Linked DNA regions of Mus musculus: all the other regions are linked to region 1. A link is a contact called in public HiChIP or PLAC-seq and promoter capture Hi-C data. All regions are on one chromosome and are shown on one strand. The core of a region is the stretch at or near the end of the contact, and the rest is flanking DNA. Distances in the headings are between cores, read along the strand shown. Region 1 holds the start of Ankra2 (ankyrin repeat, family A (RFXANK-like), 2). Region 2 holds the start of Poc5 (POC5 centriolar protein). Region 3 holds the start of Smn1 (survival motor neuron 1). Region 4 holds the start of Bdp1 (B double prime 1, subunit of RNA polymerase III transcription initiation factor IIIB). Region 5 holds the start of Mccc2 (methylcrotonoyl-Coenzyme A carboxylase 2 (beta)). Region 6 holds the start of Cert1 (ceramide transporter 1). Region 7 overlaps Fam169a (family with sequence similarity 169, member A).

Region 1 (3,933 bases), core at 910-3,409:
CAAGTGGCTTTACCCACTGAGGCACCTCCCTGGCCCTACAAAATGTATTTTGTTAAGAATTAAAAGTATATTTATCAGTGTTTGTTCAGAGAAAGCATAAGCAACTTGTTGTAAGTTTTGATGAGAAATATGTAGATTATGGATTGGTGTCACAGGATATGTGACAGTCCCAAATACACAGTCACTTGAAAAAGGAAGAACTGAAGATCCAGTGAATTTTTGTTTTGACAGCATATTGCCCCTTTGGACACCTTGAAAGGGAACTGAGTGTGTGATGATCAGAACTGCCTGGAATTAGGAGAGAAACGAATCAGTAATGTATGACCACTGCAGCACTTTAAAACCATTTCAAAAGACTGATCCTGTTGAGTATGGTGGAGCACTAGAGAGCAGGAGAAATAGTCCTCCCCAGAAAGGAGCCCAGCAACTGGTCATGCAATACTAAGTAGTCATGCCCTGAAAACATACACACAAGAAACATTACACAAGCCAGGTGTGAGGGGCACACACCTTTAAGCTCTGCACTTGGAAGGCAGAGGCAGGCACATCTCTGGGAGTTTGAGGTCAGCCTGGTCTACACAGTAAGTTCTAGGACAGTTAGAGCTACTTAATAGAGAGACTTTATCTCAAAAACTTCTTTTTAAAAACCACTGGTCCTTATCACGGCCTTCTGAGTAGAATGGGTGAGTAACATTCATCTCAGTGGAAAAAGAAAGCTCCTGAATCCGGAGAAACATATGTTGCTCTATCAACTCCATCACTGAGGTCAGTAAGTAAGCAGCAATACAAGAATACAAAACTTCCAGGAGAGACATGAAGACACTACAGTCACACAAAGTATCACATAACAAAGTTGCTACATTTTGTCAGAAGGCCACAGGAACAGAAAGTTAGTTTATAGCACTCAATGGGAACTGTTTCTAAGGAAAGAACAATTTCTTCTAGGCACGTGTGGGTTGAGCCGCAACTCCACCCCCTCTCCTCCCCAGTTCTCCCAGGGGATGTCCAGTGCTATTCTCTTGAAAACTTCCTTTCAAGCTCCCATTAAAGGGGGAAAAAACTGCCAGATGGAGATCTTTTTTCTTTTGACACGAGGTCTTACTTATTTTGTAGCCTCGACTCTGACTCCGGAGTGCTGGGATTAAAGGTGTGTACCACCTCCCTCACCTGGTTTAAGATCACTCTTAGGAGCCACCGCACACAAAACCTACCTAGTGCCTCATATTTTCTGATCTTAATTTGGACAATTTTTTTTTTTACAGTTTCTTTCCCATATTTTCTAATTGGGTCTGATAATTTATTTTCAACACCAACTAATTCGATGTGCTAGACATGCAAATCACGAGTTTCCCGAGACTCAATCCTTCCTAAAATGGGGTTAAAATAGTCACCTCTTTGCGGACCCCTATAGAACAATAGGTTTCAATAGACGGAATTACCAGTCTTTGACCAGAGAACAGGAAAGGAAAAGGGAACGGTTATCTAGACTGGATTACAGAGATAAGCAAAGACTGTTGATTCGCCAAGACTTGAAGCACAAGGGAGGGAAAAAACGAAATGACAGAGATGGTGAGAAAGAGTTAAGAAAGAAAGGGTGGGTAGGCTCGCCAGCCAGACGCCTGGGAAGGGAGAGTATAATGCAAGCAGGGGGCACAGTCCCCAATGGAAGCTAATCACAGAGGCTTCGGGTTCTTCCTAATTCTTGAAATTGTCCTACAGTGGGGGCAAAGGTGCTATAAAAAACGAAAGGCGTCTCACGGGCGACAGGTGTCCGGGCGGGCGTTCCCGCTCTACGGCCGCGGGGTGACACCCGCTCCCGCTCCGACGCGGCGAGCGGATCCGGGGACAGGGGCCGGTCAGGCGGGTGGTACACGCGCCCTGAGCTCAGCGGGAGAGCGGCTCTGGCCTGGCCTAGCCAGATCGGTCCCGAGCCCCGGGCCTGCTTCGGGCCCAGACGTCACTTCCTATCTTTTATCTCCTCTGGAAAAAGCCCAGAGCGTTCGGTGAAGGCGAGACGACTCCCAGGGATCGCTTCTTGTTTCCCTAGCGCCCCGTAGCCCATCCTCTCGGAGAACCATGGATCGCCTCAGTTCCGGGTCATTGGAGAGCGGCCCGGGGCCCCGCCCAGGGCCCCGCCCACCAGGGCGCTTTCTTGTAGTTCTTTGGGTCGTAAACCTTCTGCGCCTGCGCTGCACGTCATCTTCCCGCGACGCGCCTCTGCGCCTCCGCGTTTCCGGCTCCTGGACTGTCCGCGTGATTTTGAGCGAGTGCTGCAGAGCGGTATGCTGTAGGGAGCTGGCGAAGTCTGGGGAGTCGTCCTGGGGATCGGTGCCTCGGTGGACCCTCGGGGCCCCGCGGAGGTAGGCGATGGCGGCTCCCGGTGGCGGCCCAGGCTCTGCTCAGTCCTCACTGTGATCTCTGACATCCTGGACGTCTGTTCTGGGGCTTCCCCCGGAGATCACTGAACTTATCTGCCTCCGCGATTTAATTTTGACCCAGGCTTTGCTCCTCTGTAGTCGCTCTCCTAGCCACCTCTGTCAGTCCCTGGAGCAATCTCTTCTCCAAGGCCAAGGACAGAATTCTGTTTTAGTGATTTGAGGATGGCTGGGTATTCGTCCCTCTCTGCACCTCCGCTCTGCTTCTTTTGTGCCCATCGTGCCACATTATGCTTAGAGACCCCGCTGAAATGACATTATGTCCAGGTAGAATTAAACATCTCCCTCTTACATGTTCTCAGTACCCTTCAGGGTTTATTTGATCACACCTTGTGTCGTAATGCCTGTTATTCCGTGAATCCCAGTTTCTTAGGTCCTGACTTGGTCCAGTGATTTTCCTAACATTCGTTTTCATAGCATCTCATTGCTTGTTCTGTCTTCCCTTGCACGTCCCCGCCAATGCTGTTCTTCATTTGTGTAACTTAGCAAGCCAGCGCTACTTCTCACTTCTTTCCTCGAAAACCTTTCATTTCTTGAAAAATAGACTTAGGAGGTACTATTCCTGGGACAGATCTATTCCGGTGCCTGTTTTTATCTAGTGAGCCAATAATGGTTTTTGCAGATAAACATACTGTCTTATGTACAGTGATTTGGCTTGAAACTAAATGAAATAGGCCTTGACCTCAAAGAATTGTATTTCCTTTCAACAACAACAAATGCGTTTGTGAGTACTAGTGAAAAAATTTCTTGCCATGTCATTAACTATAGAATATCTTCTGCTTTGTCGGTTGGTTGGCCAGACCTAAAATATTTACCATCTGGCCCTTGATAGTGTTTGAGAACACCTGTTGGAAGGCAGAGAGGGATTTCTGAGGGACAGAATGACTTCCTGTGCTGACCTTAAATAGGAAGTACGTAGTGAAAGGGCATTCCTGGTATGTTAAAGCAAAAGTGAGTGTGAAGTGAATGAACCTTGGTTTGCTCTGCTTCATCAAAATAGCAATTAGAATAAGTTAAACTGATTGCTTTGGTGCTGCTGATGTCGGCTGTGCAGGCTTTTCAGAGTGGACAGAGAGTATCGTCGATATAATCGTCCATCTGATACTCCCGACTGTCTTCAGTTGAATGCTTCTCGTGTTAAGAACTTAGATTCTTCTTCTCCTTCTTTTTTTCTTCTTCTGTCACTTTTAAGTTTCCTCTGTTTAGGTTTTCTTTCCTACAGTTTGAACCTTTCACGTTTAATTTTATGTCTGATGCCAGCACATTATCTCTAATTTCATCTTAAGCCTCTACACTTAAAGATTAACTTTGTTTTCCTTGCTTCTTTTGTCTTTTAGGAAGTCAGGTCAGTCTGTTGTGTTTCTAGTTCTGTATTCTTTCCTTTGACAAGAAAGTGAATGTTCCAGCCCTGCATGCTTTTCTGGTTTCAACTACTGGAAGGCTAAGTCTTATTTACTCTCAAGCATTGCCGCCTGCTCTGGGAGGTTTAAGGACATAC
Region 2 (3,933 bases), core at 1,051-3,550, 1.9 Mb after region 1:
AGGAATCCAAGCAGTAAGGGTTCTTTTAAGTATCAACCTGGGAGACAAAATGAGGTCCTTAAACCAGAATGCAGCCTTGGCAAGGGCTCTGAGGTGTGGCTCTGAGGCAGCTGTGCGACGGTGATGACAATGTGGGCTCATGACCAATGACCACTTAAACATCCAAGTGGGGACTACTGATGTGCTCAGATTTGTGTCCAGAGTAACTAGATGAAACATGCTACTACTCACCGAAGCAAGGACGGTAGCACAATGGAACTGGAAGGTCAGCAAGTTCAGTACCAGCTGTGCCGGCATGAGGTTGCCTCTGGAGCATCGGGTTTGTGGGCACGCAGGAGTCAGTATCCCTGGGCTCCTATGGATTTACTCATCTGTGGGCCAAAAGTATTTCTTAAAATCACATTGGTCTTGACATGCACAGACTTTTCTTATCGCCATCCCCTAGACAATTCTGTGCAATAACAACTTACCTAGCATTTATACTATATTAGGGTTCTATGTAAAGTGGACATAATTTAAAGTGTGAAGGGTGGTATATGTCATAGGCTACACTATGCCATTTTATATAGTTCTCTTGAACATCTGTAGATGTAGGCATCTGCAGGATCTGGGAATCAATCTGCTGAATTCTGTGGTTACAGAAGGATAGCGGTTATGTGACTACGTTGGCTACTCAGCACCCAGCTCCGAGCACTGGAATTCACAATGGCTAGGATGTGCCTTTGCCTGTATTACAAGCATAGGCTGGAGATTTAGACTGAGGAGGCATTGACCTCTTGGGGTAATACGAAAGAAATGGGGATGGATGGGATTCCCCATTGTGGTAAAAGAACTGCTATCCTGCAGACCAAACACAACTGCACACACTTTTAGAATATAAACATATGTATTTTCTAGAAGGATTTTTAGATTCAAACATGATTTCAAAGGAGTTCATAATCCTAACAGAGGACTGCTCTGAGAAGAGGAACCTAAAACTGCTAGCTTTTAAGGAACAGTGAAGTGTCAGGAGAAAGATGGGAGGCAGCCAGAACACCGGAATTGTGTGGAGAGCAGTATGAGGGTCACTGGCCAGAAGGGGGCAAGGAAGGCCCCCAGCATGCAGATCAGGAGGCTGCCTTGACACCCGTGACAGTTTCAGCTGCCCCTGGAGCAGGCCTCAATTATAGTTTGCTAAGAAAACAATTGAGATAAAGACACTGAAGAAGAAGGGAGAGATGCAGGGAAAACCACAGAATAGAAAGCCAGGGTGCAGCCAGAATTGTGCAAAGGGAATTTCTCTTTTATTCAGCATTGGTATGGTTCCAGAGGATAAGTAAACTAAGTCTGAGCTGTGACTGTCTTTCATTAAGCCATGCAGGGAAGATAAAATAGGCATGGATCTGCATCGAAGAATGAACACTTCACTAGTCTCAAATCAACCACTGTGGTAATTTGATCCGTTTTAATTTTAATTACATTTTCCCTTATGACTTGTTTGCAGACCTGGTAGGCAACCAGAGTTGGGAATTGTGGATTATTTTAGTAACAAATGAGCTGGTATGATCAGACGCCAAAATTGTTTCTTAAAAACATATTGCGGTCAGAAAGCGATCGGACTTTTGGAAAATACGTTATCTGCCATTTATCCCTGCTCTTTGCAAACAGGCAGGAGAAATAACGTGAGACGAAAACAGTAGCATTTCTTCAGTTTCTGGGTTCAGAAGAATGGTGCTTTAGAGGGTGACACGCACCATTCCACTACATTCTCGGCACTCTTTAACCTAAGCTGAAACCACAAGATACTTTGAATGCTTCTCTTTGCTACTGGTACAACTTAACTGAAAAGCGGACTCGGGGAATTCAAACGCAATCTCTAAGAGGCGGAGAACGAACCAACGTGTAGCTGGCCGCAAGGTGACTTCTCCCGTCTTAACTGCACGCAAAGAGAGGGCGAGCACCAGGCCCTTCCAAGTTTTCTTTCACCATCCTCCAATCCGGCCCCATTTAAATCTAATTCTTTCTTAATAAAAAACAACGTTCTGTTTGGCTATGTCCCCACGTCCTAAAGAACAGGACCTACTTAGTTCGCATCACTTGTGTCTTCTCTTTCTGGCACCTCCAGGGACGATGCTCCCAATCCTGCCAGGGAGGAACCGGCCTGGGCGCCGCCACCGGGATCCACCGTCTCGGCGAAACCTCGGCTCCTGACTCGCTGCGACAGACGGCGTCGCCGCCGCAACCAAAGCAAGCACAGCGGCTCCCCTAGCAGCCACTTGACAGTTTCAAACTGAGGGCCCTGATGAAAGACAGCCCTAACTATTGGTCCACAGCTTCAGCAATCTTAAACTTGATTGGTCCGTGGTAAGTGGGCGGAGCCCAAGGTATCTCCGCGGGACAAGCCGGAAGTAGGAGATTTACAGGCAAAAGCCGGCCCAGAGTTCCCAGAACAGAGCGCATGCTCGGTGCTGCTCTGTGCCTGAGGACTACTACGGGGCGGCACTGCAGACAAATTTAATTATCTTCGCAAATCTGTGAAAGCTGAGTGCTGTTTATTTTCAACAATGAGGATGACATAGGCATAAAGCCTCGAGATTTCGTTTCATGCACAGATAACAGGCCGCAAGGCCACTGGCCCGGCAGCTGCTCTCTTAAAAACACAAATGTCCGATGCCCTCTATTGATTTCTTTAGTTTTGGGTTAGGGAGTTTAACGAATAATGTAATTATGAGGATGAGGGTATAACAAACTGCCAGCCTAAGTTTTTTGTTTTTTGTTTGCTTGTTTGTTTGTTTTTGACTTGCAACTCCAGGGCATTTCCCTTGGTTTATTCTGTGTGGGGTATTCAAAAATTTAAACATAGATCCTAACTTTGGTGACATCTCAGCTAAAATAAAATACAGAAGGCTAAACAGGGAGAATCCAGTGTAATTCACTTCTAAATCCATAGCAACGTAATTTAATACTGTAAAATTGTTTACTATCACAGACCCAACAGATAATTCCCAAAGTAGCCCTTGGCAGCTACTTTAAACCAACATGACTGAGTCTAACCAGCCTAAGTTTTACTGATGACCTAACTGCTGTAAGCTGCAAACAGAAACTTTTGGTGGAATATCGCGACCTTAAAAGACAGAACACAATTACAACTTAAAACTTGGCTTTAGTAAGTACTCATTAACACCTTCGGTAATGCTACCCACATAATACGGTCTAGGGAGATAAAATGAGTTAATATATTAAAACAGACATTTCGGACCCCAGACTAGAAAAGAATAATCTGTTCGATCCCCCCCACCCCTTTTGTAACCTACATGATGTCACTTTCTTTTTTCTGTATACGGAAGTGGCACAGCTGCAGCCTCACCTACTTCTGTTTGTCAAGAGTTAGACTTTTATTATCTTTTAAAAGTTATGCTCTCTCTCTCTCTCTCTCTCTCTCTCTCTCTCTCTCTCTCTGTGTGTGTGTGTGTGTGTGTGTGTGTGTGTGTGTGTGTGGTGAGGGGAAATAGTCTCTATTTTCACCACGTGTGACCTGACTTGGGGGTTGAACGCAGGTCATAAGGCTTGGTGGTAAGTGCTTTTACCCATTGAGCCATTTCACTGGCTCTTATATTTGAATGATAACGAAGAAGATCACAAAAAATTTTTGTTGGCATTAGCTGTGTTGATTTCCTCCCCTAAGCTTATTTTAAAAGACAAATTACTACCACTAGAAATAATTTTATACTTCGTTCTAATAATTGTTGTTCAGTTGAATACTACATGGTGACCCTGTTGTGTTTTATAAAAGGAGCAGGGGTGGTGGTGGCAGAGGTGGTGGCAGGGGTGGTGGAAGGGAGCATTTCAACGGGCCCTGCCAAGGTGTCCCCCAGAACAACCAACCCATGTGACAGGCCAAGTATAAAAGGGAGTTTATTTGGGACCTGGGGGAGGGGGTAGAGGCAGAGAAAG
Region 3 (3,933 bases), core at 1,027-3,526, 1.9 Mb before region 1:
CAGCCTGCACATGTGTGTGCGCACACGCCTGTGTGTGTATGTGTGCGTTTGCTAATTCATCCACAGCTCTGGGACACTCCAAACAGAAGCAGCATGCCGCCCCTCAGGCCGGGCAGGACCCTGGTTAAATCAATCTATCACCTGTTTCAAGGGAGTTGTGGCATTCTTCTTTTGGCTTTTATTCTTCTTGGCAGGTTTTCTTCTGGCTGTGCCTTTTGGCTTATCTGGAGTTTCACAAATGTCACCGTTCTTTAGAGCATGCTATGAAAACAGTAAATAAATAAATAAATAAATAAATAAGATCTATGTGTCATGGAGGGATATATTTTTAAAAAGTCACTACTTTCTAACATAACAGGTCCCACCACCTAAGAAAGCCTCAATGTGCTCAAGTTTATTTTTCTTCTCTCTCTTTCTTTACAAAATGTATGACCTGAGGAAATAAGGAAAAAAATGATTAACCATTTCATACCTTAAAGGAAGCCACAGCTTTATCATAAGCTTTTATCAATGCTGTATCATCCCAAATGTCAGAATCATCACTCTGAAGAGGGAGAAAAAATAAAAAATAAGTTATAGATAGATGTGCTTAATAAAAAACAGATAATAGGAAGTACTGGGGAAGTAGCTCAAAGTCCCTAGATCAACCCCCAGCAATGCCTACAGCCCAGACACTCAGAGTGTGTGTTACAGGCAGATACATTTCTAGAAAGTCACCACGCACGAACACAGAGATCCTAGCACCTAAGAAAGCCTCAATGTACTCAGTAGAAGCAGAGGACTGCCAAGGCAAAACTGGTCTGGGCTATAGTGGGTTCCCAGACAGCATAGACTACAACATAAAACTCTATCCCAACAAACAAACAAGCACACCAACAAACAAAAACAAAACCATGAACTACAAATTAAAATGGCTCATATCTATAATCTACAATCCCAATATCCCGGAGCTGGAGACAGTAGGGTTGCCAAGAGCTCCAGGCCAGTCTAGCATATTGAATTCCAGGCCAATTTAGGTTATGGAATGTGTCCCTGATTCAAATGGGGGCGGGAGGGGGGGCTGAGACGGGGCAATCTCCTTGAGTTTGATGCCAGCCTGGCTTACATGGAGAGTTCCAAGTCTCCTAAGGCTACCCTGTGAGACCTGTCTCAAAACAACAAAACAGCAACAAGAAAGAAGCTGCAATCAATAAGATTACCCCTGAGATTGTAAACATGACCCATCACCCTGGGCATGAAGAAGTTACCACGATGACAAATTAGCACAGGAACCTTGTGGTTTTAAGGAGAGAACCAGACCGCCAGGGCTCCCCTGAGGACAAAGGGCAAAGCTTTATTCAGAATAGGAATTGCTGGGCTGTCCCCCAAAGAAGGAAATGCAGCACTGCCCAAAGCTGCCCAGAATTCTCTTCTCCCACCCCAAGCCCCAAGCAGAAATCAGTTGCCATACCATAAGACGACCGAGGTCCTAATGTTTTAAACTTCGTTAGATGGAGTATGTTGTTTCCCAGGCTAGACTCAACTTCACATTCCTGCCTCAGGAGCTGGGACTGATCACATGCACAGTCCACCAACTTGGCTCTGATTTGCCCTCGTACTTACCAGTGTTTATCTTACTTCTACAGTCTCCCTGTAATTTAGGCTGGTCCGGAATTCACGCTGTAACCGAGGATCTTGAACTCCCGACCCTCCGGCCCCCATCTCCCAAGTGTTTGTGCATGTAATTATGCGTGCACCACCAACCCTGCCTCGGATCTGCTGTCGTATACATTTGAATGCAATGCAGTCAATAGCAACTTTCAACTACTCCGGGCAACTTTAGTTATCCCTCTCTCTCAAACTTTATCAACTGTTGTTTGCAACACTTGGTCTTTCCGGTTACAAAACTGGATCCAGAAAACCAGCATTTTAGTCTAAAGTCCCTGTGAACATCTTCATCCTGACCTAAATCTGGAGCTTTCCAATGGCTCCTATCTGGTTGCCTTGCTTCAGCCAGCCTGTCCCCGTTCCTGCACATCCCCTCACAGTCACACAGGACCAAAGCGTGGCTCACAGCCTCGCCGGCGCCCGAGCTGCACCAGGAGCCGCCTGCGGATGTGGCCCGAGCTCGCACCGCCTCGGTCTCGGGCAGCGCTCCGAGTGCTAGCGCCGAGCCGCGACCTCACCTGGCCGGTGCCACGCCGGAACAGCACCGTATCTTCCTGCTCGGAGCCCGCTCCGCCACTGCCCATCGCCATGGCCTGCTACCACGGACGCTGCCGGGCTCACTCAATGACGACTTCCGTCATGGGGCTTCTGGGACCGGAAGAGTACGGTGGCCCGGAGGCAGCCAGAGACCTCCTACACGCTTCCAACTCACTCCTCCCACATCTGTCTTTTCTCTTTCTCCCCTCCACCTGTCTTCTAGTTCTTTTTTTTTTTTTTAACCTTTCCCTCTGTTTTCTTCCAATTTATTTTCCTCCCTCCAGCCCTTTTCTTTTCATTTTTCAAGTCAGCCTCGCTATATAGCCTAGGCTGGCCTTTGCTACCTCAGCTTCCCGAGTTTGGGATGAACCTTCACAATAAGGGCATCCTGTGTTTGCTGGTTCTTGATGCACACACCAATTATTAGACGATGGGTTGGTATCGGGCCTTTTGCAGTGTTAGGTGTCTGTTTTGTAATGGGCCCAAGGTTGAGGTAAGGGGAGTCGACCATTTCCTTCATCTGGCATATCTGGTAAATTCCTGAGTCTGATTTTCCTGATAGAATTTCGATATCCCATGTGCCACCATAGTTTTGATTTATCCCAATAAATTTACAGATTGACTCAGGAATAAGCCACCTATCAGCCTGTAGAAAACAAACAAAAAACTAGATAAGTCCTGGCAGATGGTGCTATTTCTGGTGTACCCAGAGGTTTCAGTCACCTCCCTCAAGATGGAGTCAGAAGCTGCTTGTAGGGTGGAGTTTCCAGAGGCAAGCAGGTATGAGTTGGGGCCAGCCTGGTCTACATACGAAGTTCCAGGCCAGTCAGAGGTTTGCAGCGAGCCCCTGTCTCAAACTATGATGGACTCTCCCAGGGCAGGGCACAGCCTGGCAAAACCCACTGTTTTCTACAATTTAGGGGATCTTGGAATAGGGCATAGACAATAGGGCATCCCAAAAGCGCCCAGTGAGATTTGTGGGTTCTTGTGTTCCAGGATTTAACAAAATAAAATTGGACCAGGGGCACACTGATAGTGATGTGGGTGTAGATCGTTTGTTAAGAGAATGTTCCCAGCTGCGGACATGGACAGAGTATCTGGGAAACACATCCTACTGAGCTGGTAAAAGGCAGAGTGCCTTAGCTAAATTAGGGGATATTTACCCAACAGAACACTGAAACAATGTCTCAAAACCACAAAAACCTGCAATTTAAAAAAATGAGGAGGCGGTGACATCTTCGGCTCCAGAAAACCGGCCACCTTCCTGGCCAAAGCAACACAGCTTCTGGGAAAGATCCTGTTTTGGGCCTTCATCTTCAGCCAGGAGGAGGTCCAAACACCAGATAACTGTGCACCTTCCCTAAAAGAGGAGAGCTTGCCTGCAGAGACTGCTCTGACCACTGAAACTCAGAGGAGAGAGCTAGTCTCCCACGTCTGCTAGTAGAGGGTAACAAAATCAACAGAGGAACAATCTCTAAACAAAGACAACTATAACAACTAACTCCAGAGATAGCCAGATGGCGAAAGGTAAACGTAAGAATCCTACTAACAGGAACCAAGACCACTCACCATCATCAGAACCCAGCACTCCCACTTCGCCCAGTCCAGGGCATCCTAACACACCTGAAAAGGTAGACCTGGATTTAAAAGCATTTCACATGATGATGGTAGAGGACATAAAGAAGGAATTTAATAACTCACTTAAAGAAATACAGGAGAACACTGCTAAAGAGTTACAAGTCCTTAAAG
Region 4 (3,933 bases), core at 938-3,437, 1.8 Mb before region 1:
TATTTAAGTAAAAGTAAAAGTTACTTTGTTGCAAGAGCTGGAGAGATGACTCAGCAGTAAGGAGCAATTGTTATTCAGCACCTACAGAGTGGCTCACAACCATCTATAACATCAGTACAGGGGAATCTGATGCTGTCTTCTCATCGTCCTAAGGCCCCCACTGCCAGGCACGTGCATGGTGCACATGCATGCATGTAAACTTACTCATACATATAAAAATAAATACATCTATAAAACACAATAAAATGTTCATAAAATAAATTTTTTGCTTTATGCCTTTACGAGTAGGGAATTAAATCTTAATCATTTTGATTTCCTTATCTACAAAGTTGTGACATCTTGGATTTTTAGGTAGAACACAGGATTATGAAAAGGCCTTGCATAAGAGCTTGCTGTAGAAAGCTGTATGTCCCAGCAGTGACTACAAGATTCTTTGAGGTATCTTTAGCATGGTATTATTTCTCAAATACTTATTTATTAATGAAGTCTTGATCTGTAACTTTAGCTGGCTTGGAACTAGCTATTTAGAACAGGCTGTTTTCAAACTCATGTAGTTCCCCTGTCTCAGCCTTGGCCTCTGGAGTGATGAAATTACAAGCATGTGCTATTATTACTCCTGGCATTTTGAGATGTCGTGAGCATCTACATCTATTTGATGCTCAGTACTAAACTGCACTCCCACCTTCTTCAGGTTTCCTGTGTTTGTTCTCTCTCTCTCTCTCTCTCTCTCTCTCTCTCTCTCTCTCTCTCTCTCTTCTGAAAAGGTTTCATGTAGCAGAGGCTGGTTTGCAATCTGATACCTATTTTCCTTGTCAAGTTGCCCTACTGCCAGTACCGCAGGACTCTTCCATCACCCTTGAAATCTCATCATATTTAATATATTCTTGTTGATCTTGTTCATTTATTTTGTATTTTCTCCTCTGTAACATACAATGTCTTATTTATTGCTCCGTTGATATCTCTGGAAGCAATAAATTTTGCAACATTCGTGTGCAAAATGTGGAGTATAATCATTTTTGACAGTTTTTATTTTAAAGTGTACAAAAGCCCATATAGTGGATGTCCTGTGAAGTGTTTCATGGCTTCTCTTTGCGATTTCCTCACACAGAATTTCAACCTTTTTTTTTACTCAATTAAAAATTTCTTGGCGGAGGTTGGGGGTTGGACAGATGGCTCAGTAGATCCATTTCCTGCTCTTCCAGTAGGTCCTAGTTTTGGTTCCCAGCACCAGCATCAGGAGTCTGATAACTACCTGTAACTTTTCAGTCTCCCGCAAACTCGCTCTCTCCATACTCATAGTTAAAACTTTTTTTTTTCCTAGCAGGGTATGGTAGCCTATACATACCTGTAATCTCAACATTGAGCCCGTGCAGGCAGGAGGATCAAGAGTTGAAGGGCAGCCTTAGCTATAAGAGGCCCTGTCTCAAAAACCCTAAAACAAACAGGTTCTATGCTCTGGGGATGCACTGGTGCTAAGGCACTACTCTCATACTATTTTATCTTATTGTAATTTTGAGGTAAGTCTTGTCAGATAGTCCAGGGCTCGGAACTTGTGACCTCTTTATTTCGGTTTCTCCAGTGCTGGGATTGCAGGCACGCACCACCATGCTCTGCATTCTTGCACACTTTGACTCTTCTCGAAAACTCCTTAATAGTTCATAAAAGATTCAGTTAAGTAGGTTGGGGATGGACGTTCCATGGCAGTGTGCATGCCGAGAATGCAGGGTTTGTGAGGGATCCTGGGTTCAAACCCTAGCACCACTGGCGAGAAATTAAAAGTTTGAGCCGGGCAGGCAGGGGTGGCGCACGCTTTTAATCCCAGCACTTGGGAGGCAGAGGTAGGCAGATTTCTGAGTTCGAGGCCAGCCTGGTCGACAGAGTGAGTTCCAGGACAGCCAGGGCTACACAGAGAAACCCTGTCTCGAAACGGCCCCCCCCCCAAAAAAAAAAAAAAAAAAGTTTGACCTGGAGGATTCAGCTGCTTCCGCTCTCTCTTTTCAACAACTCCCAAGGTCTTACAAAGGAAAGAATATCTGTCTTCGAATCAAAAAAAAAAAAAAAAAAAAAAATCTCTGGTTTACAGGTAACCGAAGCTACAGAGCGTTGCAGTTGCTATGGCTCCCGGCGCCCGGAGTCTGACGTCATCGTCGGCGCCGAATGATTACGCATTGCTTCCGGCGCCTTTCGCGAGCCGGGACGCGGGGAGGAGAAACTTAGCTTTTAGTGTGGCAGGGTCATGAAGAGGAGGCGGTGGCGGGAGAGCGGAGGAGGCGGAGGGGGCGCAAAACTGCGGTAGCCAGCGCTGGACTGGTGGTTGTGGACGTGTGGGAGGGTGAGAGTGTCAGCCTGCGGGCAGCGGCCGGGGCTCTGGGCTGAGCGCGGCCGCGGAGCCGCCGCTCTCGGCCCCCTGGCTCCGCCATGTTCCGCAGGGCACGCCTTAGCGTGAAGCCAAATGTCAGGCCTGGTGTAGGGACCAGGGGCTCCGCCGCTCCCAATCCCCAGCGTGGACCAGAGGCTCCCAGGCCTCCGGAGCCTGCCACCGAGTCAGCTCCGAAGCCAGCGGAGCCCACAGATGTGCCTGCAGTGGATTCCGGGGGAGCAGAACCCCAGGAACAGGCTCCCGGGAGCAGGTAAGGTCTTCTATCAAGCTGAGCTGTTGGATTTTTACCACGGAGCACCTCTCCTGCAACAAGCTTTTGATTTGAGCTGGATGAAACCACTTCTAGTTGTAGTTTTATTCCGTGATCTGAGGGTGCGACTACTATGACTCTGTCACGATCTTAAGATTCCCGAGGAGACAGTGTCTTGCCTTATCTTACAGAGATGGGAATCCAGGCTTAAGGATTTTGAAGTCAAGAATGTAGACGCACCATCACTTGGAAATTTAATTAATTGTCCTGGAGTACTTTACACTGAAAGCACTTTGGGATTTTCATTTTGTGGATATTTATTTTTGAAAGGAGAGCACCAGTGCTGATTTTTTTTCCTCCCTCCACGCGGTGATGCGGTTGAACCCAAGGCCTCATGGAGTGTTAGGTAAACGCCCTGCCCCTGAGTCAAAGGGAAGAGGCTTAGGTTACTTATTTTGGTTCGAGTGCATACTTCTTTATTGTAACTACGTTTCCTGAATCAAGACGCCTGGCTTTAGTGACAAATACCACATTTGAATTTAGGACGCTCCTACTTAGCTTAGCAAGTTTAAGTAGGTTGTTCTCAGAGAAAATTTGTTCCTGGTGTCAAGTTAGTACCTCCTTTAGGACAATATTGTGAGATCAGATAGGATTACATAAACTGCCTTACATGCCACATGGTAGAATAGTTCCCCCAAATTTACTAAAAAAAAAAATTTGATTACTTTCAAAAAAAGGTGATGAGACCGAGTATGGTGTCACAACTTTAGTCCTAGCAATAGGGAGGCAGAGGCCACCCTGCTTTAGGACAGTCAGCCCCATAGTGAGAACCCGTCTCAAAAAACAAAACAGTGGAGAAAGGTGATGGTACAAATTAAATATGTGACGGGTTAATATGGTGACTGTAGTGTTTTATAATATACAGAGGAAAAAGCCAGTAAGTAATCACATTAAGTGACAGGGAGATGGTACAATTTATGTTTGCATAGTAACAGCATTTCTTCTGTTAATCAGAGTTTGTGCTGTGTGTTATTTTGGCATTCCAATTATGCACCATGATTTCAACATTTTTTTTTTTAAACTTGGATCTGTTTGAAAATTTTCTGCTTAGAATAGAAATACCAGTATTGGTCACTGCTCCAAATTTGGAAAATTTTGTTAACTATATAGGAAGGCATAATGATTGATATTTTATAAATTCCCATAGGCCATAGTCCTGAGACATGCTTGAGAATATTTTAGTTGACAATTAGAGTACATCATATACTATGCATATAAACTATATGTGTGAATGTGTATATAC
Region 5 (3,933 bases), core at 885-3,384, 1.8 Mb before region 1:
GGGGGAGAGAGGAAGGAGAGAGAGAGACATCCATAGTATAGCTGGAAGAATTCTTGATGCTTATGAAGGGGTTCTATGTTTGAAGTTTTGTTTCCTTTCATCCTTTAATGAATTTTTATATATAACAATGCAAGATAGTTTGTTCCTTCCTCCCCTACACACAAGCTTTGTTTTCTATATAAGGAAAGAAATTGAAGCTTTAGTCTCAGGAATAAAAAAAACAATTTTGACTTCTCTCCTCAGCTACGTGTCTCTATGCTCTTAAGCCACCCTCTCACAAGCATGGGTCAGGTGATGTGGGCAGTTTGTAAAAGACCTCAGCTGTAAGGGCCTTTTTCCTGGCCTCTGGGCAACTGCACTCAGGTGCATATGTGTGTACAGTCCCTCGGGCATACACATCATTACAAGTACACTTTAACACCCTAACACTTCAATCCCAAGTATTCAGCCTAGCCTACAAACATGGGCACCATTACACAGACTCAGCAGCCCGCGTCGTGTAGTTATTCCCACCCGTGTATATATTTAAGGAATAAGCCATGAATTTGAGAGGCACCTGGATAGCAGTGGGAACTCTCGGGACCGGTAGGAGGGTCAAAGGTAAACAGTTTTAACTAAGTGAAAAGCAGAGGAAACATTTTGGGCACTTTTGCTTAGTCCACACTGCCTGCACACTCACTGTGTAGCCCGGGCTAAGGTTGAGCTGCTGATCCTCTTAATTGACCTTTTGAGTGCTGGAGTTGCTAGGAAATTATTTTCTTTTAGCCTCGTTGCCAGGAATAAATGTTTCGTTCAGCTCAAATGCTCTGCTTTGGTTTGTTTTCTTTTACATTTCTTGGATGCCATGTGAATCTTTAAGTTATTTTCCACATTACAAGATCTTATTTGGGGTCGGCTTGTAGCAAGATAGAATGCTTATGTCATGGTGAACTCACTTTGATTTGACTTAGGCCTTCGTTTTTCTTAGATTTTAAAAAAGCTGGCCATTTCTGGAGCTAGGGAGGGCTCAGTGGGTAAAAGCACTGGGTTGAGCAGGGGCAGAAGGATCAGAGGTTTCTAGCTGCACACCTCGCTGCAAGTTCAGTGAGAGACTTGGTTTCAAAGGAATAAGGCAGAGTAATGGCTTGATACTGACATTCTCCAGCTTCCATGTGTCCATGTGTGCTTCTGTACACACACCGTACCCACGTCTGTACACACAAAGTGCCACTCCTTCTAAATTAGCACCATTTAATATAGTAGGCATGTTTCACCTACTCTCTCTCTCCTCTGTGTGCATGTGCGCGCGCGCACACACACACACACCTAGAGCCTTTTGCATTCTAGGCAAGCGTTCTACCACTCAGCCCAACACTATTTGTATGATGACATTGTCTTCAAGATTCATGTTAAAACAGTTGGTTTCAGACAATGTCTCATTTTGTTGCCCACCCTAGCCTCTAAATTCTTCACTTAGTAGTCTGTGGACTCTTCACTTAGTAAGCTACAGAAACTTTGACAAGCCTTCTATCAATTGGTTTACCATAGTTTTCTGTGGGTCGGGCTTCTTTCTTGAAGCTGCAGAGTGGTAGAGTCTATGGTCCCCAAGGGAGACAGAGCGACCAAGCCTGGCTCCCATCTTAGTTATGTGTTTCTACCCAATCTGGCTTTTATTCGGGTGCTATTCTCCTACAGCATCTTTCCTCCTAGGGCACAGCCGACCCTCTCCTTAGCCTGTTCATCTTTCTGATGCTCCTGGCGCTTTTACTTTGCTCATGCTGTAGTAACACGTAAGCATTCAATAAAGTGTGCGAGTCAAAACAAAACAAAACAACACTAAGGCACTTCGCAGAGTGTTTTTAATCCTTATTGGTGTGAAGATCCCAGTACTGATGTCTACAATCTGTCACATTCTAAAAATGATCAGGTGTGCTGAAGCTCTGCAGTACATGGGCTAGAGGCGGGTGCATGCTTGTGACAAACGCTTCGGCAGGACAGCAGCCACTTATCTGTTCGCTCTACTCGGCCCAGTGTTCCTGGGCTCGCGATGGAACCTGGACTCGCGCAGCTGCTCTTCTGCGCCTCATTGGCGGAGTAGAGAGGCGTGGCGCGCAGCGCCGACCAATTGGAGGTGGTCTGCGATGGCACGTGTGCGGGGCTGGCCTGGGAGCTGATGGACCAGGGCTGGTGCTGCAAGGACTCTGGAGGAGCAGCCCCCAGGAGCTGCAGAACCGAGCTGCAGGGCCGCTCTCTTTCTCTTTTGGGTGTTTGCCATCGCCATGTGGGGCGCGCTGAGGTCAGCTCTGCGACCGTGCTGTCGGGCTGCTGTACCCCCGCAGCGTGCCTATCACGGGGACTCAGTGGCCCGACTGGGCACCCAGCCTGACTCGGCCTCCTCCACCTACCAGGTAGGTTGAGCGAGCGTCCTGGAGGCCTGTTCGCCTTCCTGCCCCGGAGTCATCGGAGGCCAGAGGGTGGGCATGCTTGGATCTCTGCTGTTCTTTCCTTTGCAGCTTCAGGCGTCATTCTGGGACTCAGTAGGGTCCTGTGAAGTTTGCAGAAGGAAGTCGTTCCAGTGAGATTTTAGTTCACTTTTAGGACTGGTACTGGCATTTTGTGTCACTCAAATCAGTGGTTCTCAAAACCCCACAAAGCATTGTCGCTTGGACAACTTACAAATGCCCGAGACCGGTTTGGCAACTTTGTAATCACGAAGTTGTGGTCCTCGTGTTTGCATGGCTGGGTATATTCTTTAGCGGTCTTGTGGCAGCCACCTTTAGGAACTACCATAGCACGATAGTTTACACTCTTCCGCTTAATAGTTATATTAACAATACACAGCTCACAATGTCTTTACATAGCTTTTCTTGGGACTGAGTGGCTTCCCCTGGCCAAAGAAGCAACTCATAATTTGTGAAGTATCAAAGCTGGAACATTTAAATCTGTTTCATGGCCTCTACAGATAACGTCTGAATTATTCATAGAACCAGCAGTTATTTGCCAGGGAAGAAGTTAACTTAGTTAAGCACTAAGTTGTTTGTGCGGTATTTTAAGTATTTGGCCTGGATGTGTAGGAATGAAAGTCATTTGGGGCTGGGAAACGTTAACTAGAAATCAGATAGCTGTGCGGCTGTGTGGTAAGAGGTGTCCTAGCCCTGAAGGGCTGAAGGCACCTAGAGCACACAGAGCAGAAGCAGGTGGATCTTTGTGAGGTTCGGTCCACCTTGATCAACAAAGCCAGTTCCTGGACAGCCAAAGTTACAAAATAACTTCTCAAAAAAACTACCACCACCACTACAACAAAATACAACTACTATATACTAATTGTACAAAGTAATAAATACACTTCACTATATGTACATACATGACTCTCTTATCTCCTCTCCACTCTTTTGCTGTCTCCTTTTCTCTTTCCAAGTAGTCCTTATACTTTCATGTCCCTAAATTGTACATCTAACCTAGATTCTGCATGTGAGAGAAAATGTGGTATTTGTTTCCCTGCCTCCCTACTGTGATGATCTCTAGTTCCAACCATTTCCTTGAACATAGCTATTTTATTATTTTTAGGACTATCTTGTTTAGTTTTGACAGTTTCATACAGAAATACAGTGTATCTTTTTGTCTGTTTTGAGGCAGGGATTTTTATTTTCCTGAGTAGCCCTGGCTGTCCTGGCTTTGTAGATCAGCTCTGTAGACCAAGCTGAGCATGGTCATCACCTGCCTCTGCTTCTGTGGTTTAAGGCGTGTGCTACCACGCCCAGCTGGTGTATCTCGATGTTATCTGTTCCCAGTTCCCCTTCCCAGTCTCCCTAGACACTTCCCAATGTGTCCCTCCCTCCCACCTACCTTCCCATATCCTTCTAATACCTTTTAATACCACCTTAAAAACTAGCTGAGTCCTATTGTTGCTAATTGCTACAATGTTGACTGATCGTTGGCTTGGTCTTGTGCGGG
Region 6 (3,933 bases), core at 978-3,477, 1.7 Mb after region 1:
AAGTGTAACTTGCTTCATAAAATACTTGAACAAAAAACTAATACGGCAGTCTGGTTCTCATCTAATGACAATGAATTGAGACTATCAAAATCAGGAGAGACAAAGAACCCATTTTATAACCATTTGAAAATGCAAATGTGGGGCTGGAGAGAAGGCTCAGTGGTTAAGAGTACTGACTGCTCTTCTGAAGGTCCTGAGTTCAAATCCCAGCAACCACATGGTGGCTCATAACCACCCGTAATGAGATCTGGCGCCCTCTTCTGGTATGTTTGAAGACAGCTACAGTGTTCTTATGTGTAATAATAAATAAATCTTTAATAAATAAACAAATCTTAAAAAGAGAAAATGCAAATGTATTACACAATGTGTTTAGTAGATTCTTAAATTATAAAGATGCAATACTGAAACCATCACAATAAAATTTCAAAAATAATCACAGAATTAAATACAACATAATTTTCTACTATGTAAATAAAAGTTAACACTTGGAAGCCTTGCATCTGGCATTCTTAAGTCTATCCCAGGCCTTTTCAATCTAGGACACTGTAGATACTTTAATAGCCTAAATTTCAGACAATTCCAGAAATGATGTTCAAGAACACTAGAAGCAGAATGATTTCTTAATGGGCATTAGCACATGACTTAGTATCTTATGACCAGCTTGTTAAGGGACCAGCCCTGATTCTCCCTCTGGAAACTAACTGCTTGCTCTAAGCATTTCTTAAAGTTTAACAGGAAAGGACTGGGAAGTCATAAAGACTGAGTCTTCCCACAACAAAAACGTAAAATACAACACACTGTGAAATATTAACAAGATCACTTATTTCCAGCCCTATAAATTCTATCTAGGCTTAAAGGAAAGAAAGAAAGAAAGAAAGAAAGAAAGAAAGAAAGAAAGAAAGCTGAAACGGTGCTTTTAAAAGTACAGAGGCAAAACAAAACAAAAAATGTCTTTCCTTTCTGTACAAATACTGCATTACTAAATAACGCTCCTTTTCCTGAACTAAAGGTCGGTCTTCCTTCTGACACGTTCCAACTTACTATTAATATTTCTTATCCACAGCTTGCCAATTCAATAGCTCTTTTCTGAACTTGGACAAGGAGGGGGTAAGGTACAAAAGTGCCGCACACGCTTCCTACACCAAAGATCACTCACACCTCAAAGTTTACTATCTCAGATTTCAAGGCCAAACCCAGTCAACTGGTTTGCCTAAGTTACACCAATTAAGAGCCGAACAGCACCTGCCCCCATTCTGGTAGGGGCCTCCAAAATACAGTCTGAAAGGTCGATTTCACCGCCCTCCTGCCCAGCACTTCTTCAGACACCACGGGTTGCCCAACCCAGATTCCTACACCCCAGACAGCTGCGGCCTTGGGTTCCAAGTTACCAGATGCACCTTGCCTCCCGAACTAGATCACGGATTTAATACAAGCTTTCCAAGGTCCTCCGCCAAAGCTGACAGGATCCAGGAATTGGGGGGCTAGCGGTAAGGACAGTCCCAAGCACCTCCTATCCCATCCCTGGCCAGGCACTCATTCCAAGACGACCTTTCGGCCCCGCACCCCAGCACATTCCGCAGCCCCCGCCCCGGGACAGTCGGTGCCTCCAGTCCAGCCCCACCCCAGGTCCCGAGCGGCTCCCCCTCGCCTCGCGGCAGGTGAGTCCCGGCAGCGGATCCACGGTCCCCGCGGGGCAGCTCACCTTGCTGAGGACCCCGCAGCGCTCCACAGGCGGCCCGGACTCCGTCTCCGGATCCTCCTCCGAGCCCGACGAGTTCCAGCTCTGGTTATCCGACATGGAGACGCGACAGCCGAGCAGGAGACCGGCCCCCGCTCCGCGAGCTGCGCCAGTGCAGGCGCCTAGTCCCTGGGGTGAAGGGTCGGGGGATGGCACCGCCAAGAGAGCCCGCTCCGGGGAGTGAGGGAACAGGAAGAGGGACGAAGCGCGCCCGCCGCGCCGCCGCCGCCGCGCCTGACACCGAGCGGACCGGGGAAGGAGGACGAGCGGCGAAGAAAGCCTGCCCTTCCAGCCGTCAGCCGCCGTGGCCGTGACCCCTGCGCTGCGCCCGGCGCCGCCACCTGAACTCGGCCCCCTAGATGCCAACCTCAGTCAGGGAGGGAGGAGGGGAGGAAGACGGGAAGAGCCAAGCCAACGGCAGAGACCCAGATCCACTCACTCACACCTCCGCTACAGCCGCCATCTTCCTGCCGGGTCCACTATTTACCCTCCCTCCTCTCTCAGCTCCCTCCCCTCCGTCCTCCCATCCTCCCTCCACCCCGCCCCGGGCCCCTCCCGGCGGCTCGCGACGCTCCCTACCTCCGGCCCTCCCGGGTGACGACGGGTAGGGAAGGAGGCGGAGCCGGGAGAGGAGAAAGCTGAACAGGGAAGCCGCTGCGCTGCATTCTGGGAAGGCTGGCGCTCCGTCCGCCGCGCAGCCTCCTGGGAGTTGTAGTCGCAATCCTAGGCAACTGGTGTGTGTCCTGGGCGCGCCTAAAGGCTGGTTGCCTAGGGGAACCTTCTGAAGGCAAGTGGGCTTCTTTTGAGAGTTGCGTGCCCCTTTCCGTCCAGCCTGGCTTCCGATTCTGCCTTGCGTGTTTGTGACGAGCCAGCGAGCCGGGACGTGAGAACCCTCAGGTGAGGATGGTGGGCTGTGCGACGCTGCTTTCCGGAAAGCCCGGGAACATCTTTGCAACTTGCCTGGGCAAAAATGATAGGGACTCCGTCGCTTCACTCAGGTTAGGAGTTTATGATCTCTCCAGTCGCAAACTGAAGATTTGCTTCCTCTCTAAAACCGTCACTGTTAATTCCGAAGGACTACTGTCTATGTCTTCGGAAGTAGACTTAATATTTGACGTTTACTGCTGTTGGAGGAAGAATTCCTTCAGACTATTTTCTCACTGTTAATTTATAGAATTTTTATCTCGTGCAATTAATGTTGAGGTTGTCAGAGAACAAATAACGTTTAAAGAACTTCTTAAAAAGGAAATTAGGGTCATATTATATCCTGAAGTTTTCTCTTAGTTGTGAACAAGTATCTCCCCGGAGACCCATGTTAACCATCTTTTTCCTCCCCGGAAGACAGGATAACTTGGATAGAAACTTTCTATCATTAAGATCAAAATGCGAGTTTTACTAAATAATAAGGAATTAGGCAATAGGTAGCTATCAAATTCCTGATCATTTCCAACTTTGAAATTCCTTATTTAACTGCAGAAAGAATTTCTACCTGCTACCCAGATGGAAAAGTAAGAAATTTTGAGTGTTTGGGGGTAGGGTGGGGTGTTAAGGCACAATGACTAAGAAAAAACAAACAAACAAAACAAACAAAAACTCTGGGAGCAATCGAAGAGTCCTACACTCCACATGACAGGAAGTAGCCCTGAGAAGTTCTTGTGTAGAAGCATTCCTGGAGACTAAATGCAGTAGAATCTAAGTCTACTGTATGTCAGATACAAATGATTTTCCATCGTAAAATCATGACAAACATAACTGAAAGATATTCAAATGAATAAAACCTTAAGAGATAAAGATTTTAAGAATACCTTATCAGGGTGTTAAAACATAGCCCAAGGAGATATATGTACACACACACACACACACACACAGAGAGAGAGAGAGAGAGAGAGAGAGAAGAGGGCAAACCACTTTGTAAATTACAAGAGTATGCATTTAGATAGTTTGCTTTGCTTACTAAGTCAGATATGAATAGAATTTCTGATTCTTGTGCTAGGTTTTAGAATCACTGCTCTTAAAGAAAGTGGTTGTAAATATTGAGGAACTCACCTCACAATGCAATTTAGAATCACAGAAACAGTGTTATGTTTAATTTCTAAAAAGAACCTTCAATTTATTTGGTGACTCATTTAGGTTTTGAGTAATTGTGACCACCAACACCCAGCTCCTGCTTGCTCAGTTGAAAATTGCTTCCTTGT
Region 7 (3,933 bases), core at 399-2,898, 1.2 Mb after region 1:
AGTCCTAGAAAGTAAAAACTTTCAAACTCATTTAAAACTGGTAATATACATTTACAATATTCTGGAGAAACAAACTTTAGGTGACACCAAGTTTAACATTTTCCAGCTCAGTCCACTCACCTGTGTACATGAGAGAAGACAGTGGGTACCGTAAGCCAAGTGCATCTTCTGTAAAGGAATCAACAAAATCTTCCAGCATATGAAGCCCCAAATCTTTTCCTCTGTATTTCTTCCTTATAAACATTGTATCAAGAACTGGCAGTTGGTAATTCTGAGTAAGAAATGAGGCACATAAGCTTCCTGCAGCAGTAAGAGAAACCAAAGAATTTTACACAGTAAGTTACATGGACATTTAGTAAATACGAGTTAACATTTCTGAAAATAGCTTTTCCCTTAAGTAAAAAAGCACACCAAAAATGTGTATATTCTTTAATAAAGTATATTGTAACTTTTGTTATACTCTATAATGTATGTGTGATAATAAGAATAGCTGTTATTTTATGTTTGCCAACAGTAATATAGGACAAGTAGCTTACTAACATTTCATGACGTACATACTTGGCTATGACTATATGTATATTACACTCTATCTTTAGACATAACCTAACCTTCTCTATCTGCTCCACGAACTGAAACAGCTAAAACCATGAGCCAAAAATAAATACTTTCAATTGCTTTTGCTCAGATATATGGTCACAGCAACAAAAGTCTGACTAGAACACTATACAAGGAAATCCTATTTGGTCATAAGAAGAAATGAAGAGTTGGATTAGAGAAATGGCTCACAGAGTCAGGGATTGGTTCTCAGCACCCATATGATGGCTAACAAACATCCATAACTCCATCCCACCTCTGATCTCTTAGGGCACAAGACATGCACACGGTACACATACAGGCAAGCAAACAAAACAGTAATACAGATATAATAAATCTAATTTTTCCAAAGAGGTGAAGTACTGATACATACTACAATATATTATATGAGACTTGGAAAAAGACTATTAAGCCGAAAGAAAGAAAGAAAGAAAGAAAGAAAGAAAGAAAGAAAGAAAGAAAGAAAGAAAGAAAGAAAGAAAAGCTAGATACAAGCCACACAACATATGACCTAGATTAATTCATAGATTAATCCATGGATTCATGGTTGCCAAAGGCTGGAAATAAGAGTGACATTTGTATATAGATTTTCTTGTTTTGTAATAATAAAAATGATACAAAACTGGTAAAATATGATACATTTGAAATGTGTAAATTTTGTGGTATATGAATATGCAACTTATTTAAAATATAAATAAAATAGCAATGTACACATTTGATGTATACCATTTATAATCAAATTCTGCAGAGACAAGTCTGAAAGTATGTTCCTTCAAGCTTACACATGTTCTCAGTGAATCTTGACATCCGCTTGTCCAGTCTCTCTGAGCCAAGCGCCCCGCACTCACCCCTGGTCCTTCCTGCAGCCTACAACAGTCCATCAGAAAGCCTGCAGCAGGAGCAGCAACAATGCCTTGGGCCTTGTTTCCTTTGCCCAGGCCACAGCACCAATCCCAGGCCTTCCAAAGCAGCCCTGTTGCTACACTCTCAACCCTGCTGACACGCTCTGTACTGATGAGTTGTCAGGAGCTGTTTCGGCTCCCGGAGAAGCTGGCTCCGGAGGTCCCTCCCCATTTCAGACCTAAACACGTTTGTCTTAAGTATCCTCTAAGGCCCCTTGTCTAGGCATGTGCCCCCACCACAAGAATGAATAAAGAGTCAAACAAAACAAAACAAAACAAAACAAAACAAAACAAAACAAAACAAAACAAAACCAGCTCTGTGACAGAGAGGGAAGAGAACAAAACAGCTCAAGGACAAAAACATCATGTTCTAACAACAACTAAAACGGATAAACGGATTTCCAAGAGATGTTACTATGATTGATCCCATGCTGTAAGAGTGTGAGACGCTGGGAGTTCAGTTGCGGGAAGCACTACCCTGGAGAGAAGCTCACAGGGAACTCCAGCTAACTTAACTGCTGGTTATTGTGAGCTCCAGATTTGATGCTGTTACTGCCATCTGCTCTGCTGGGAGCCTTCCTGGGGAGACTCTGCTCTGCCAGGGGCTCTCTCGATCTGGAACTCCAGCTAGGAGCCCTAACGGTGCTTCCCCACTGGGTTTCTGACGGATTTGATGACATTACCTGTTAGTTGTTATTTATTCTTTTACTTGGAAGCCTCAAGTGGGGGTGTGGAATGACATGGGAGACTTTTATCAACAACTCTAGTTACCTGCCTCAGTGGGCTTTCTCAACTGATTTCTGCTAGACATTTTAACCAGCTTATTTAAAGGTGTTCTGCTATCTATCTTAGAAACTCACTCATTCAAAACCAATACTATGAGTAGAGATGGATCAGTTTTTCAGAACACCCGTTCTTGAAAAGTACCTGCATTCAGCTCTCAGCACCAATATGGTGGCTCATAACCATCCATAACTCTAGTTCCATTGTATCTGACTCCCTCTTCTGACTTGTGTGGGTACCATACACACGATACACATATATACATGCAGGAAAAACACTCATACACATAAAATAAAAATAAACTGAAAGCATGACTTAGTTTATTATAAGTCATTCTCTGGACTGTACAGAACACCTGCACACTCTGGGCACCCTGTCTCTGCACTCCTAGTGCTGCCAAGAGCATGAAGGAGTTAGGCGGAGGTGGGGCATCCTTTCCTCCCAGCACTCAGGCAGCAGAAGCAGGCGAATGTCTGTCACCAGAGAGTTCTCGGACAGCCAGGGCTACACAAAGAAACCCTTGGTTTTTGGGGGTCAGGGGGCAGCAAGAAAGATGGTGTTACCCTCCATCCTGAAACCCCTTCTGCCCTTCACCACAGAGCAGGATTCACTCGCTCTTTGGCCTAGAAACCTTTGAAGATACAACCTCTACCCTCTCCAAATTCTATCACTCACTCTATAAACCAAGCTAGGAAGCCATCTGCAATTTCTGAAGTATTCAAACCGATTTCTCCACTTTCAGTTCCTACCTGGAATCTCTTCTGAGACTCACACTTCCTGTTTCTCCATCAGCTCATCAGAAAACCTTCTCCTAATCACTCTATTTAAAATAGCTTCTCCGACACCTCTGATACCCTCTCTTTAATTTACCTGATCTTTTTCCTAGTACCTACTTGTCTGCCCATTAGTTCCTCAAGGACAGAGCTTTTACTATTCTCAATGTGTTCCTTATTCTTTTCCCCTACTCTTCCCTCTCCTATTCCTCATCTGTGTATCACCTAAAAATAACATAAATAAACACTTCAGTGATACTACTCAAGATCTAGTAGCAGAAATCACAAGCTTATTCTGCCAGAGGGAGCAGCTTCCTCCTCTCGCCAAGTCACTTCTTTGTCCGCCAAGAAAGTAGCCCTTGGGGTTGGGGATTTAGCTCAGTGGTAAAGTGCTTGCCTAGCAAGCCCAAGGCCCTGGGTTCGGTCCTCAGCTCCGGAAAAAAGAAAAAAAAAAAAAAAAAAAAAAAAAAAGTAGCCCTTCACCGCCCTAAAACCACCTTTAGCATCTCATAAACATGTCAACGTGGGGAATATTTTTCCCACACTGTATGATATGAACCCAAAACAAATTAGTTAATCATTCTTCATGTTTTCAGAGTCAGTTAAGTGTTAGCTATCTAAAAGAAACCAACTCAGGAAAACTTGGTAAGGGTCTAGTTTGGGCTTGAGTAATAATTACCCTCACAATCATCCACAAGGTGTTTGTTTGTTTGTTTGTTTTGGTTTTTCAAGATAGAAACTCTGTGAATCCCTGGCTGTCCTAGAACTCACTCTGTAGACCAGGCTGGCCTTGAACTCAGAAATCCGCCTGCCTCTGCCTTCCAAGTGCTGGGATTAAAGGTGTGCACCACCACTGCCCGGCTCAGAAGATGTTTCAAGTT

The links. Promoter capture Hi-C pulls out the DNA fragments that hold promoters and counts their contacts. HiChIP or PLAC-seq counts read pairs in DNA pulled down with a chosen protein or histone mark.
Region 2: a contact with region 1 is called in a promoter capture Hi-C map of liver, with 4 times the contacts expected there. The contact joins the promoter of Poc5 here to the promoter of Ankra2 in region 1. A contact is called at or near these places in 3 of 39 promoter capture datasets (erythroid cells, liver and pre-B cells), 2 of 484 Hi-C or Micro-C datasets (liver and muscle stem cells) and 3 of 115 datasets of contacts at active chromatin or transcription factors (microglia, regulatory T cell precursor and thymic regulatory T cells).
Region 3: a contact with region 1 is called in a promoter capture Hi-C map of liver, with 3 times the contacts expected there. The contact joins the promoter of Smn1 here to the promoter of Ankra2 in region 1. A contact is called at or near these places in 1 of 39 promoter capture datasets (liver) and 1 of 9 other capture datasets (liver).
Region 4: an H3K27ac HiChIP or PLAC-seq map of regulatory T cell precursor shows a contact between it and region 1, with 23 times the contacts expected there. The contact joins the promoter of Bdp1 here to the promoter of Ankra2 in region 1. A contact is called at or near these places in 5 of 39 promoter capture datasets (cranial neural crest, hematopoietic stem and progenitor cells, liver and 1 more), 2 of 484 Hi-C or Micro-C datasets (CD8 T cells and muscle stem cells), 3 of 115 datasets of contacts at active chromatin or transcription factors (double positive thymocytes, regulatory T cell precursor and thymic regulatory T cells) and 1 of 9 other capture datasets (adipose tissue).
Region 5: an H3K27ac HiChIP or PLAC-seq map of thymic regulatory T cells shows a contact between it and region 1, with 14 times the contacts expected there. The contact joins the promoter of Mccc2 here to the promoter of Ankra2 in region 1. A contact is called at or near these places in 1 of 39 promoter capture datasets (liver), 1 of 115 datasets of contacts at active chromatin or transcription factors (thymic regulatory T cells) and 1 of 9 other capture datasets (liver).
Region 6: a contact with region 1 is called in a promoter capture Hi-C map of pre-B cells, with 2.2 times the contacts expected there. The contact joins the promoter of Cert1 here to the promoter of Ankra2 in region 1. A contact is called at or near these places in 5 of 39 promoter capture datasets (the C10 cell line, liver, neutrophils and 1 more), 3 of 484 Hi-C or Micro-C datasets (CD4 T cells, CD8 T cells and liver), 4 of 115 datasets of contacts at active chromatin or transcription factors (bone marrow-derived dendritic cells, embryonic stem cells, regulatory T cell precursor and 1 more) and 2 of 9 other capture datasets (adipose tissue and liver).
Region 7: a contact with region 1 is called in an H3K4me3 HiChIP or PLAC-seq map of embryonic stem cells, with 5 times the contacts expected there. The contact joins the enhancer-like site here to the promoter of Ankra2 in region 1. A contact is called at or near these places in 6 of 39 promoter capture datasets (cranial neural crest, embryonic stem cells, epiblast stem cells and 2 more), 1 of 484 Hi-C or Micro-C datasets (embryonic stem cells) and 2 of 115 datasets of contacts at active chromatin or transcription factors (embryonic limb bud and embryonic stem cells).

The regions. Positions count from the first base shown.
Region 1 is chr13:98,261,302-98,265,234 of GRCm38.p6, reverse strand. Ankra2 (ankyrin repeat, family A (RFXANK-like), 2) reads right to left here and starts at 2,159. Exons shown (of 8, transcript NM_001271388.1): 1 at 1,759-2,159. It overlaps Utp15 (UTP15 small subunit processome component), which reads left to right and starts at 2,243. Exons shown (of 13, transcript NM_178918.3): 1 at 2,243-2,360.
Region 2 is chr13:96,386,661-96,390,593 of GRCm38.p6, reverse strand. Poc5 (POC5 centriolar protein) reads right to left here and starts at 2,300. Exons shown (of 13, transcript NM_026173.3): 1 at 2,063-2,300; 2 at 232-371.
Region 3 is chr13:100,123,198-100,127,130 of GRCm38.p6, reverse strand. Smn1 (survival motor neuron 1) reads right to left here and starts at 2,276. Exons shown (of 9, transcript NM_011420.2): 1 at 2,166-2,276; 2 at 473-544; 3 at 142-261. The coding sequence starts at 2,237.
Region 4 is chr13:100,102,324-100,106,256 of GRCm38.p6, reverse strand. Bdp1 (B double prime 1, subunit of RNA polymerase III transcription initiation factor IIIB) reads left to right here and starts at 2,187. Exons shown (of 39, transcript NM_001081061.1): 1 at 2,187-2,630. The coding sequence starts at 2,419.
Region 5 is chr13:100,013,840-100,017,772 of GRCm38.p6, reverse strand. Mccc2 (methylcrotonoyl-Coenzyme A carboxylase 2 (beta)) reads left to right here and starts at 2,134. Exons shown (of 17, transcript NM_030026.2): 1 at 2,134-2,387. The coding sequence starts at 2,259.
Region 6 is chr13:96,541,029-96,544,961 of GRCm38.p6, reverse strand. Cert1 (ceramide transporter 1) reads right to left here and starts at 2,227. Exons shown (of 18, transcript NM_023420.2): 1 at 1,703-2,227. The coding sequence starts at 1,798. Polk (polymerase (DNA directed), kappa) reads left to right here and starts at 2,383. Exons shown (of 15, transcript NM_012048.3): 1 at 2,383-2,635.
Region 7 is chr13:97,103,321-97,107,253 of GRCm38.p6, reverse strand. Fam169a (family with sequence similarity 169, member A) reads right to left here. Exons shown (of 13, transcript NM_001100458.1): 6 at 121-300. Among named protein-coding and RNA genes, the nearest start is that of Nsa2, 33 kb to the left of the region's middle. Within about 2 kb of position 1,648, at least 14 of the 459 cell types and tissues checked have an H3K27ac peak or open chromatin away from gene starts, as enhancers often do. A contact at or near this core is called in embryonic stem cells, where this site is marked.